Linked DNA regions of Pan troglodytes: region 2 is linked to region 1. The links are chromatin contacts, called in public HiChIP or PLAC-seq maps. All regions are on one chromosome and are shown on one strand. Each heading gives the region's core, a stretch centred on a gene start, on an enhancer-like site or on the middle of the called end of the contact. The rest is flanking DNA. Distances are from core to core; before and after follow the strand shown. Region 1 holds the start of FOXO3 (forkhead box O3). Region 2 holds the start of ARMC2 (armadillo repeat containing 2).

Region 1 (6,682 bases), core at 2,848-5,347:
GGCTACTTTTGGTAATACCATTTTCTCTTGTAAATCTTCCCCCCAAAAATAAAGTTCATTAAACTTATTATATTTAACTATAAACAAAATAACAAGAAATATTATTTGTGAAATTAAATTATTTTTGTAACCTTAAAAATCACAGGAAAGGTGAAAACGCCTTCCTACGTTAACGTTTTAACTAAGTTTAAAGTTAACTTTTAACTAACGTATTCTCCTCACCAGATTCAAACATGCAAGACTAAATTTCAAGTGAGAGAAATCTGAAAAACATTTCGAACCCCCAAATCCATGTTCTCAGATCCTGTCCGCTTATGCCTTCCTGATACTATACACGGATTAACCCTTCCCATCCACTTGGAAACCCAGTTTTAAAACATATCACACTAGTGCTCTTTTCAAATGGAATTGTCTAACTTTCATCCTTTCTGTAAAGAACTCTCGTATCATACACCTGGCATTCTTTTACAAAGCAATTAAATTAAACCAAATATAAGACTCATAATGTAAGCATTTGTTAAAAGAAATGAGACACATTTGTGGATTAATATCAAAGCACACGTGTTTTGCTTTTAAAGTATCTAATACAAAGCCTCTCTGATATAAGCCGTATTTAACTTTGCAAGGGTTTTCTAGAAGCAAAATAAAACATTCTCTACATTAAGTTCTTTAACTTTTTCATCTACAGGCTCGTCTCCAGTGCTTCCATTGAATTCTCCACTAAGATTAAACTGTTCTTATTTTTATACCTCCTGAAACCCAGGAAGACAGAGGGCTCCCCAATGACAATGAAGGAAGGGAAGGAGGAAGCAACTACTTCTTTTACATAAAACAAAACAAAACAAAAATCTAAGCTAAATTGCAAATATGAGCAGCTGATAAGAGATGTATATCTCCAATCGCACAGGACTCTTTGGCCTGGTACTGACACACACTGTCTTGGGGGAAGGGGCCAGGGAGGTGCCTAGGAAGAGGAAAGCAGCTGGATATCAGCAGGCCAGCAAGGGCAGAGGAGTTAATCTCTTTGGATACCCAACTGCAGGAAGTCATTACATCATAGGCCTTTCCACACCTCTCTCCCTACCACGTGTCCCGTGCCCCAAGAGGATGATAAGGAACGGTAGAGAGTCTCTCTTCGGGTTCATTTACAGGTAGAAGCCATTACGGCCCGGCCCAGCCCCCAAACCTCCTCCCAAACGCCAGAGTGAATGAAGCGCAGGCCCCGCGTCCCCCACACCAGAGCCCTTCCCTCAAACAGTGCCTGAATCCAGGTCTCGGCGGGAGCAGCGGGTGCAGCCAGTCTGGATTGAGGTGGCCAGACCGGCCGGTTCGAGGCCCCAGAACATTTCAGAAGCAGCTAGTCAGAAGCAGGTTTACTGGAGCGACATCTCCGAGAAGAAAAGGTATCAATATAGACAAGGAAAGGAAACCGTCCAGGAAAAGGTTTGCAACCACTGCTTTTTCTAATCGGATCGATGTGCCTGTAGGTGTTAACACCCACAAGCTGAAACTTGGACCCGAAGGTTCTCATTCAGCTAGTGACGACGCAACATGCTCCTGCGACAGACTGGAAACCACACATCCAACCCCTCCTCCAGACACTGCGTCCCAAACACCCCCACACCTCTCACTCCAGCCACAGCGCCCGCACCAGACCCCCACTACGGTAAACTCTACTCCAAAGTTGGCTGCGGACCTACCTCCTCGGTGCTGTCCTGAGAATCCAGCAAATGTACTCCTGTCCGTTCGCCCTTCCCTCGCCGGCGTCCCCTGCCCCCTCTCCTCACCTGGCCATGCCCCAAGCTTCTGGGGAGCCTCATTCACCCCTCCGAGACCGTCCCCAGGTGCCCCGACTCCGGGGATCAAAGATAACCCCCAAAGCCTCGCAGCGGAGGCTCCCCTTGCCAACCCCTTGCCCTGGAGCCCGCAAGCGCACTCCGACGAATCCGAGACGCGTCTCGCGCTGCGCAGGAGGCCCGGCGGGTCCTGCTGCCAGCCCGGGGTGGGTACGCACCTTCCAGCCGGCAGAGCTGTTGCTGTCGCCCTTATCCTTGAAGTAGGGCACGCAACGCACCATCCACTCGTAGATCTGGGACAGAGTGAGCCGTTTGTCCGGGGAGCTCTCGATGGCGCGGGTGATCAGGTCCGCGTAGGACAGGTTTCCCCAGGCGTTCCGCCGCGACGAACATTTCCTCGGCTGCCCGGAGCCCCCAGCCGCCCCCGGCTGCGGCGGTGGCAGCGGTTGCTGAGGCTGCAGCAGCGCCTGTGTACCCCCGCTCAGCCCGCCCGCCGCGGTGGCTGGCCCAGACCCGGGGTCTTGCCCTCCGGGTGCCAGCACCCGGGCCGAGTCCTCAAGGAGCAGCCCGGAGCCCAGCGTGCCGCTCCCGCCGCCGCCGCCGATCGCCATGGCCGAGCCGGCCCGTCCCCCGCCGTCCTCGTCGTCTTCATCGTCCTCCTCCTCGGGGATCATGGAGTCGGCGGCCGTCTCCCCCGGGGGCTTGGCAGGGCTCGCTTGGAGCTCCGGCCTTTGCAGGGGCCACGTACAGGATCGCGGACGGCTCTGGGGCTCGAACTCCGGGTCCAGCTCCACTTCGAGCGGAGAGAGCGGGGCCGGGGAAGCCGGTGCCTCTGCCATCTTCGCCGCCCGCCCGCCCGCGGCTGGGGCTCTCGCGCTCTCCTCTCGCGCCGGGGCGGGGTGCAGCGGGGGAGGGACGTGGACGCCGCGAAGGCTCCGGCTCCCGGGCGCCGCCGCCGCCGCCTGGGGAAGCACGAGAGAAGAGAGAAGGAGAGTTGGTTATCCCGGGCCGGAGCCCCGTCCTCGGCGAGTCCTCGCCCGCTGCCGCCACCTCCCAGTCCTGCCGCGCCCGCCTCCCAGGAACAGGAGGACCTGAAGACGTGCGGCCAGCGAACCTGGCGCAGCAGACACCGCCCCCCGGCCAGGCCGCGAGGGAGCCGCGAGCGAATCGACGGCCTCGCGCGGGGCAGCCCCCTCCCCCCGCCGCCCAGCCGCAGGTCCCTCCCGGGCTAGGCGGCGGGGCGGGGAGAAGGGGGAGGGGCGCCCGGGGGAGGGGCGGCCGCGCCTTTAAAGCGGGCAGCGGCCGGAGCTGGCGCAGCCGAGCCGCGGTCAGAGCCCGAGCTCGGGTGTGCGTGCGTTTGTTTATGTTTCGCTCGGGCCCGCTCTAGTGCCTCCCGCGGCGCCGCCGCTCAAGTCTGTGCTGTCTTCGGCTCTTCTCCCCTTATCCCGGCCCGGCCGCCTCCGCGACCCCCCACGACCCCCCGTCACCCCCCACCCGGTCGAATGGCCCGAGCCCGGGGACTGCGCGGGCAGCTCCCTCTCCCCTCTTCGCCCGCGGGCCAGAGGGCGAACGGGGGTCTGGGCGCAGATGGGCCCTTGTCACTTCCAAAAAATAAAGGAAAGACAGAAAGAAGGGGGAGCAGCAGCCCAGCGGGTGTTCGCAGAGGTTCGAGCCCGGCGGGGACGGCCACTTCGGGGTTTTGTGTGGTTTGCATTCTCGCGGACGTCGTCCCCTCCGCCCCCTTCCCAGTCGGGATCCGGGGGAGGGAGCGAGTCGGAACATAAATCTTCCAACAGGTCGGGAAGCGCCAAGTCTCCCGGGCTGCTAGAAAACCCGGACCAGCACGTTCATCACCTCCTTGCTCCCGCTGCTGCCATCTTGACAGTTTCCCCCTTCCCCTGAGTCCTTTAAAAACACTAGCGGGCGAGAAGGGGGGCGCGCACACCGCGGCTCAGGGAGGGGAAAGGGAAGCGCCCGGCCCAGCTCGGAAGCAGATCCGGAGTCACCGGGAAGGCGGCCGCCCGCTGCACGGCTCCGGCGCCTACCTCGCTTCCTTCCCTTCAGGGACGCGGCGGGACGACGCACGATCCCGCGCGGGCCCGGGGCACGGCGAGGAGGGGGCGCGCAACCTCGGCGAAGGAGAAGCGCTCGGGCCGTCGCCGCAGCCCGCCCGAGGAACCGCCTGTCAGCTCGCGCGCCGCCGCCTTCCACATTCCTCCTCCTCCCTTCCACGAGCAGGGCGGCCGCGGCAGCAGCACAAAGTTATAGACACACGCAGGGCGCCTCAACCTAGGCTGACGGCGGGCGGGTCCCCGCCCAGGGGGAGGGCTGGGCGGCGGGCCGGGCGCGCGGCGGGCGTGCGTGTGTGAGTGCGCGTGTGTGAGCTCGCGCGCGCCTGCGCGGCCCGGCTCCGCGGGGCTGCGGGCGTGGGTGTCCGGGCGCGCGCCGTGGGCCGGGACTCGGCGGGCTCCCGCTGCTGTCCCCGCTGGGCTCCTCCTCCCTCCCGAGAGCCTCAACGACAACAAAGCGCGGCGCTGGCCCGGGAGAGGGGGGAGAAGGGAGGAGAGGAGGAAGAAGGGGGGAGAGGAGGGAGAGGAGGGAGAGGAGGGAGAAGGGGGAGCGGCAGGAGCGCACAGCCTCCTACGCTCCAAGGAGCGCAGCGGCGTGGCCTCCCTGACTCCGGGCAGGGCGCCTGGTACCAGGGGGTCCCTGGCCTGCGCGTCCGCCCGCCGGGCTCTGGGCCAGCCCCGGTGTCCGGTTCCCTGTTAGAACGCGACACCAGGTAACACCCGAGATAAGATGCTGGCCGCAAGATGGGCAGGGTTATCGCGGTGTGGAAATACTGAACGGCGAAGATGTTGGTGCCTGCAGAACTTCGATAAGCTGATGCTCACAGATTTCGATCAGGCACCAAAAGGTTTGCACTGAGTCTCTCACCTCGGACGGTGGACCACAGTCGTGTTTCACTTTTCATGGGTTTCATGGCAAACGGGGGAGAGGTGTAACTAACTCCGGAAGAAATGCAAATTTACCCCCGTCCTACATTCAAGAGCAGATTCCGAACAACTGAGAAGGGGAAATAATTTTAATCTAATTTGTAAATGACGACAAAACCGCTACGTGGGCATTTTTGACTTTTAAAAAAAGACGTATCCTTTAGGTTAAACGAAAAACATCTGCACAAGTCCTTATTCTACGATCCGTGCCCCAAATCGTTTATTTGTACTCTACGAATGCACCACACGCGACATGCACACCAAAAGTCTACACACTAGTTCATAAATATATTTTTTTAAAAATCCTTGTAAGTCACCGGAGATAGCTCAGAGTGTAGAAGCGGGCTTCTCAACGACCCCATACACAAAAAGGTCCAGCCCAGCGTACGCAAGAGCCAGCCCGCCCAGCCGCCTCCGGGCTCCGGGCTTTGCGCAGCGCCCGTCACTCAAGTGACGCGCGGCCCCGCCCCTGCACCAAGCTAGTTCGACGCGTACAAACAGATGATGTCATCGTATCCACACGCGCGTGACCCCGGAGCTCTCCGCCGCGTCGCCATTCGCTGCGCCGCTTACTCGTCAAGGCACGCCGCGCGCTGACTGGCCGCGGCCACCAGTCTCCAGGCCCCAGACGCCCCTCTCCGCCCCCCCGCCCCCGCCCCCCAGCAAATAATAAACAATCGAGTAAAATTCTAAGGAAGGAGAGAGAGGAGAGGGAAAAAGGGAGAGGGCGCACTAGAAACCAATCCTTCGCGCGCTGGCGGTGGGAGGGTTCAAGGGGGGACGCGAGAGGACAGCGGACGGGAGGAAGGCAGCCGACTTGGGGCGGTGGGTCTGCCAGCGAAGAGGAGGCGTCGGGGGCGGAAAGTTGCAGCGCACTCGACTGGGCGCGCCTGGCGGGGTAGGGGGCGCTAGGGCCCGGAGCGGCGGGGCTGGGGGCTCGGGGGCGGAGCGCGACCCGCCGAGGGGGCGGGGACTGAGCGGCGCCGGCCGACACGTGCGGGAGGAGGGCGGGCGCGCGCCGCACACACTGGGCCGGGGCGCGCGGCCCTGGTAGCCGCGCGCGCTTGTTTACCAGCGCACGTGGGTGTTATTTTTAAATGGAATGTGGCGCTGGCTGCGCTGCCGAGTGGCGGGCGCGTGGGGCCGCCCGCGCTGGCGGAGGGACGCGGCGGGGCCCGCGGCGCGGCCTCTCCGGGCGCTGCTCGCGAGACAGCCAGGCTGTCCCCACTGCGCGCCGCTGGCATAGCCGGCGGCCCGGGCCGGGGAACCTGATTGAGAGTTTCGCGCGCTGCCCGAGCCGCGGCGGAGACGACGGTTTCCCGCCGCGGAACGCCGCCGTCTTTGCGCCCAGCTCGGCTCCCTCATTCTCACATTCAGGGAACAAAGCCTCCTGTTTGTGCTTCGCCCAGGAGGCCGCGCCAGTCCGCGGCCACGGTTTCTAGAGCAGATCTCACAAGCGCACACACTCACTGGCACACATACTTTGGCCGCGAGGTGGACCCTCAGCACCCTACGTACTCTGTGTCCTCGCTTCCTTGTACCGAATGCCCGCAGTCCACATGTGCCTGTCTCGTGGGCATGCGGCTCTGCCCACATATAAAAGCGTTTCTGCTATTTCGGGTTGCCCTTGGAAGGGGAAGTCTGGGGAAGGGGGCTCTGACTGCTTACTGCGGTGGCTCCTCCTCACGAGGCACCTCTCCTCTCCTTGTAGGCCTGTCCCACTGAGAAGCCCCGGGTTTGCATTGGGTTTACAGCCTGGGAGTGTGGATGGTGATGTACGACCACAACTCGGCTTCAAGTGCCAGTGCTTGGGGTGCGGGTTGGGTATGGTGGTGGTTAAAAGCTGGTATTCAGTTTTGCACGAAGAACTGGGAGGCTAGATCACCCAGG
Region 2 (6,682 bases), core at 2,683-5,182, 290 kb before region 1:
TAATGTGAGATAAACATTTACTTTAACACCAAGCACTGTGCTAAGTACTCTTGACTGCATTATCTCAATTAACCCCACAACAATTTTGCAAGGTGGATAGAATCTTTTAAAAAATAATAATAATAACTAGAGATGAGGTCTCACTATGTTGTCCAGGCTGGTCTCAAACTCCTGGGCTCAAGCTATCCTCCTTGGCTTCTCGAAGTGCTGGGATTACAGGTGTGAGCCACCATGTAATCCATGGTCTGGACAGGGTCTTAAGCAATACAAAAAAAAAAAAGCTATGATATATGCCCACAGATAATATTCAAACTCTTACCCACTAGATGGCTGGTAGGAGGTGGGGCACTTAGAGGCATTGGGGCTGCAACTATTAACCCATTCACATAGAGACCCCAATATTTTCCCAACAGAAGCAGCCTTCCTGGTACGTACCCGGTGAGTATTTACCCTGCTTATACTCAAATGATTTAAATACAAGGTAGAAACTGATAGCAGCAATAAAAAAAATAGAGACAAATTACTTATGTGATCACAAAGGAAGAAGAGATTTCTGATTGGGGGAAGACATCAGGTAGACTTCCTGGAAAAGGTGGTGCTTGAGCTAGGTTGTGAAAAAAGGGCTGAATTTGAGCAAGTGGCAGTGGCTGGCACTGGAGCTGGAGTAGAGAAGGAAGTTCCAACAAAGTCAGCAAGTGAGCCAATGCAAAGCATCAAGACATACAGGGTGTGTGTGGACAAGAGGGAACTCTGAAAATGGCGATTGGGGCTGAACCAACTAAATTAAATGGCGAGAAATTAAAAGTTGATGAGCAGATCAAATACAACATTTTGAGGGATGATGTGATCTGGCAGAGATGGGCAGGAAGGAAAGGAGGGCAAAGATCAGAAGTAGTGAAATCAGACAGTTTTTATGTAATCACCCAGCTAACTCTCAAAGGTCATTTCCTCAAGGAAGCTTTCCTGGACATGCCTCTCCCACCCTGCTAGCCTGAGTTAAGTGCCCCTCGTCCAGACTCCAAAATGCCCCGGGCTGGTCTCTGCCACTCCACTCTCCCACTATGTTAGAATTCCCTGTGCATGTGGTGTTGGCCCGAGACTCTCTGCCCCAACCGTCCACGTGAGGCACAGCTGAAGGTCAACACTTACGTAATCACTAGACTCCATTTTTAAATATAGACTTCAGCTAAGACATTTTCAGATGAAGGCTGCATAGTTTCTCTAACTGGAGATATTTGTTACAGTGAATTATGAAATCTGGACCTTATTTCAAATCTGATTCTTGATGTTATGTGGTCAGATGAGTTCAGATTTAGCCTCCTTTCCCTGTCTTGCCTTTATTTCAAGTTGCCTGGCACAGAGTAGGACTCAATGTTGTGACGAATGAGTGAAGTACGGAAAGCCTGAGATACAGGAGTCAAGGTGAAGCAGAGGTTAGAGGAGAGATGAGAACAAGTGAGGTGCACTGAGAACAGAATTAACAGGATTTGGCATCCATGATTCCAGGAAGAGGCCAGAAACAACACTGGGTATGCAAACCTAGGGGAGCCAGAGGGCAAGGGACCTTTTAAAAGAAACAGGAGGAGAAGCTGACTTCAAGAGGAAAGAAGAAAGAGGCTGAGTTCTGTCTTGCATCACACTATCCTGAGTCCATGGTATCCACAGGACCTCTAGAGGGTGAACACCACCAGCAGTAGGAAATTTGAAAGTGAAGAACTTTTTTTTCAACAAGATATTTCTTATTGGTCTGGGTGAAAGCTCAGAGTCATAATTTATAGAAGTTTATAACTAATTATAAAGACCTGTCTTTATCGTTGCTGCTAATAGCCACTGGAACCAGAGCCTTCTTGCTAAATGCAACACTGCACTACCAGGATGTCTGCAACAGGGGAAAAGCAGGCCAGCTTCACAGTCTTCCCTGCAAATCAAATACTCAGGACCCTTCCATAACTCTGAATCATTTTTGTATTAATATGAGCATCCAAAGAGGCAGTGGTTAAGTGCTTAGATGCTGGAGTAAGAGTTTAAATGCTGACAATTCACAGCCATGTGACCTTAGGCAATGCCTCTAATATCTCTAAGCATCAGTTTCCTCATCTATAAAAGGTGGATAATAATAATAATTGCCCCATAGGATTGTTTGAAGAATTAAATGATATAATACATGTAAAGTGCGTTAGCACGGTGCTTTAAAAATGTTAACATTTTAAAATATGGCCCTTAAAGATGTTAACAATTATTGCCCAAGTGCTACATGATAAAAGGATACAGCAAAATCATTTCCACGAATGAAAAACTACATTTAAAAAAAGAAATTGCAAAAGAGAGAATGACGTTTGTTCAGTGTTTCTATACATAAGTTTTTTTTATTATTATACTTTAAGTTCTAGGGTACAAGGGCACAATGTACAGGTTTGATACATAGGTATACATGTTCCATGTTGGTTTGCTGCACCCATCAACTCGTCATTTACATTACGTACTTCTCCTTTTAAAAGGCGGGTGGTGGTACTTGCCTTTATGAAAACAGATAATTTTTATTAAGCATTTTATTGAATATCAGCTATGCCAAATCAACATCAACAACCAGAATCCCATAGATTAAGAAACCAGGATAAATATAATAAATGGTGCTTGCTTTTCAACCAAATTAAAGTATAATTATTATAAATCAGGGTGGGACGTAAGATCTGTTGTGTTACTTGTGGGAATGGATCACAAAAGGCATTATGTATACACTCCATGATTTTAAAGTATGTTAAATATTGTTACACATACATTTTTATTTATTGAGGCCCTGTTGCCTGGAAGTGCCCAGATATAAACTGTATGACTCTGGCCCGGTCACCGCCTGCCTAGACAAAGCCCCTTAGTCTACCACTCTCATTCAACAAATATTACTGGGCTTCTTATTAAGCACCACGCACTTGGCTAAGTGCGACAGTACATAAATAAAAGACAACCGCTCCGGACCCCTGACAGCATGCACAGGGCACTCATCGTCTCTCTACCCCGAGGACACACAGGCGGACGACGGCAGGAAGGGTCCCCGGGGAGCCGCTGGAGACACCTCACCTCCCGCGCGGACAGCGGCTCCCCCACCCACGGCAGTGCCCGCTCCTCCACGGTCCCGGCCAGGGCAGGGCGCAGCAGCATCCTCACCCCGCCCGGCCACCCTCCCACTTCGCCCCGCAGCCAGCTTCTCCATGGTAACCGTACACAAACTACCTCCCGCCGCCGCCCCGGCAGCCAGACCGCAGGGCCAGGCCGCTGCAGGGCGGGAGAGGCGGGCCGGGGAATGAGCTTGGCGAGGGCTCAGGGAAGGAGGCTTCCGACCTGACCCAAAGCACCTGTGATGAGCACTGGAGATAGCAGCGGCTGCGAGGTTCAGTTCATCCTCCGGCTCTCCCCGGGTGGCGGCCAGGGATGCAGCGCTGGCGCGGGCTGGGTAACCCCACGACGCCGCTCGGCCACTGGGCCTGCGCGGGTCCCGCCAACGCATGCGTAGAAGCTCCGAGGCGTGGCGACGGCCGGAGCGGGTGGGAGGAGCCTGGAGAGGGCTGTAGGCCGGGAGGTCAGATCAGAGCAGGCGTCGTGGGCGGGTGTCCGCTTTTCGTTTAGCAATTTGCCGAACCACATTTGTTGCTCCCCTGCCGGATCCCAGCACCTCTGTTAAATAACAGCAGGCAGGACGGAAGCTTAATGCTTGTGGGTAAGAAGGATTTACTGGCTCAGGTTAGGGCTCTGTATAACCTGGAGCCACTTGCTGAGCTTCTGTTTCCTCCGATGTCAAGTGGCAGGAAATATTAATAATAGTACCTAGGTAGGTCTTGGGCTGTTATGAAGACTGCATGAGAAAATAGATGTAAAGCGCTATGCACGTGGCAATCAACGAATATTAAACTGTTGGCTGTTATTAAGCCCTTGCATTTGTAGAGCCCTTCAGAGTTCGCAGAGTGTATGCACGTAATCGTACCTTCTGAGTCTGAGGTAGGCAGCCTGGCGTCCCCATCCACAGGAGAGGAACTGGGGGCCTGAGGTGTAGTGAGCAGGAGAAGGAGATTCCAGTCTAGGTCTCCCGTGGCCAATCGTTTTTTGTTCGTGCATCATCACAGTTGAACGGCAAAAAGCACTCCATTTATGTGTTTCTAGTTTAAATTCCCTTCTCTCCTATTAGACCATTTAGCAACACTGTACAGTGTTAAATACAAGTGAGATCATAAGCACTCTTCATTCAGGTTTGCACCACGTTTTATAAATATGGAGATTTTCCAGCTGAAGTGCTATTTGTCATCAACATTGGGAAAATGCCACTTCCCTTGGTGCTAAGCATCTTGTAAAGAATAATTAAATTGAAAATATTTTTGAGCACATACTATGTGTAAGGCATCGTGCCAGGTGGGAAATTATACTAACCTGAACTAAAGGAATGTAAATATTCTTCAAAATACTCAAGAGGATTTCAAACATAACAGAAAATAAATACCTATTCGTTGATTGGATAATTTTAGGACCCGAAACAGCCCTGGATTTTTCTGCTCATTCTTAGATAACTGACAGTCTTGTTGTAACTAAATCTCAACCACAGCTTCATTTCAAAACTATAATGTTCGGTGCAAGATATAAACAAATGCATCAAACTTCAAAAAGTCTTCCTCCCCCATTCCAGCCCCAGGCTTAAGGTCTCTAGCTGGCCTTCCCTGAAGGGGTGCACTAGGCTTAGGCTTGTCCCCGACCCCCACCCGCCCCCCTATTCACTAGAGGTTGTTTAAGGCCCAGCTTGGATCAAACTGGCAGTGAGGAGGAGGAGGAGAAGGAAGGAGATGGAGCATTTCTTCCTGGAGTTGAGCAGCTTCAAGCTTGCTGTGCTGGCTTATGGTTAAAGCAGCTCATGTAGGTCTTTCCTGGTCCTTTGTAGTCTCCCACTGATGGGGACCTCCCTCCTGGGGGCTTCTGAAAATCCTAAAAACCCAGGGTTTATTCCACCTTTCAGTGCCCCTTTAGATAGGTCCCAAGGGGAACCCTACACATCTGTCACCCTAGTGACTCTGAGAGCTCAGGCTTGTCTGGGTGCAGCCCCTTCTAGGCTGCCATAGGAGGGAGCTTTAGCTTACCCAGGAGTGAGTCAGGCTCCAGTTCTCCAGGCCACCTAACTACAGTCTCTGGCAGTCCCAGGCCCCTGGGGAAGCCCCTCTCGCTGGCTTGAGATGAAGGGCATAGCACCCCACACTCCTTTCTCCAAAGAAGTTTCCCCACACATCTTCCCTTTCCACTCTCTGACCCCTTATTTTTAGCCTCAGCCTGGGTGAGAGGCTGAGGGGGTTTTAGGTTTCTTTGTAACCTGCCCTATGGAGACTCTGCCTCACCTCACTTGGAACTGATGATTACATAATTACCATCTCAGTGGAAACATCAACCTAAAAACCTCTGGTACAGCCAATTACTAGCTGTGGTCTTGCACCCTAGGATCTTGGTCTAAAATAGACCATAAGCAAGCTACTGGAACCTGATGCTACCCAACTCAGCTGGCCAGGAAATATCTGCCGGGCAAATTAGCACAATTGAAAAGAATGACGTGGGCAGAATTAGAGGAAGCAGTTATTTGAAGCAATGAAGCTCCCCAACTTACCTCACTGAAGGATGCTATATGAGAAAATACTTAGGCTGTCAACAGCAGTGGCGTATTATACTGACCTGGCTGTTTCTCCACAGTTACCTGATGGCTATTTCACATCGGTTTTGTAAGTGGCATTGCTTTAGAAACAAAACTGTTGACATGTTTCACATACTTTAGAGAGATTAAAGAGGAAGACAAAGTATTATAAGTATCTAACATTTATAAAGCACTTTATGGTTTCCAAATTGCTTTTATTTGGAACACTTCACTTCTTTTGTCTAATTTGGAGTTTACAATAAGCCTGGAAAGTAGGTATCTCAATTTGAGATGGAAGAAAACTGAGGTTCAGGGAGGTGAAGTGATCAGCCCACAGGCACATAGCTAGTAAAAGGACCTTGAGATCTGGGATTCTTGATGCCCAAGTTCAGTACGCCATGCTGCTATTATACATGCATTTTGCCCCCAGCATGGAAAGGTACTTTCTAGGCTACTGAAGGTGTCAAGCTATGCTCTTTATTTCCTCCTCTCACTTATCCCAGAGCTGCATGGGGCTATAGGGATCAAGAGGAACTGAAGAATCTTTACATTCACTTGAAAATGGCTTCTGAATTTCTGGATTTTGAATTAAAGCAAGAATTATATAGGCAGGAGATTGGGTAATGATACAATCTTATGCAGTCTCAGATGCAAAAATTGTAACAGAATGATGAACTCATAGATGCTTTTTATCCACAGACTCTACTAGTAGATTTTACAGTTTATATCATAGTTTCTATCACATACACCTCTTGTTTAATATCTATAGCTCATCCTAATTTACCTATTAGATATATTCTTGAAAAGATACAGGTTAAATAAATACTTCTTTAATGTTCACAATTCCCCCCACTCCCCCCCACCACCCAGTGATTTTTATGACTACAACTGAGCTGTGACTCACAGGGGGAAGAAATACTTCTGGCATGGAATGAAAATTGCCAATTTAGAATTCTAATATTCACTTCAAGACACTTTCTGCTTTTGTCAATATAGAATCTTGGTGCTTTAATTATATATATCACACAA

Evidence for each region. HiChIP or PLAC-seq counts read pairs in DNA pulled down with a chosen protein or histone mark.
Region 2: a contact with region 1 is called in an H3K4me3 HiChIP or PLAC-seq map of stem cell-derived excitatory neurons, with 6 times the contacts expected there. The contact joins the promoter of ARMC2 here to the promoter of FOXO3 in region 1. A contact is called at or near these places in 5 of 7 Hi-C or Micro-C datasets (blood, induced pluripotent stem cells, a lymphoblastoid cell line and 1 more), 1 of 1 datasets of contacts at active chromatin or transcription factors (stem cell-derived excitatory neurons) and 1 of 1 other capture datasets (stem cell-derived neural stem cells).

What each region holds. Positions count from the first base shown.
Region 1 is chr5:120,473,649-120,480,330 of NHGRI_mPanTro3-v2.0_pri, reverse strand. FOXO3 (forkhead box O3) reads right to left here and starts at 4,097. Exons shown (of 4, transcript XM_016956082.4): 1 at 3,842-4,097; 2 at 2,015-2,758. The coding sequence starts at 2,635.
Region 2 is chr5:120,762,158-120,768,839 of NHGRI_mPanTro3-v2.0_pri, reverse strand. It overlaps ARMC2 (armadillo repeat containing 2), which reads right to left and starts at 3,932. Exons shown (of 18, transcript XM_054686854.2): 1 at 3,351-3,932. The coding sequence starts at 3,502.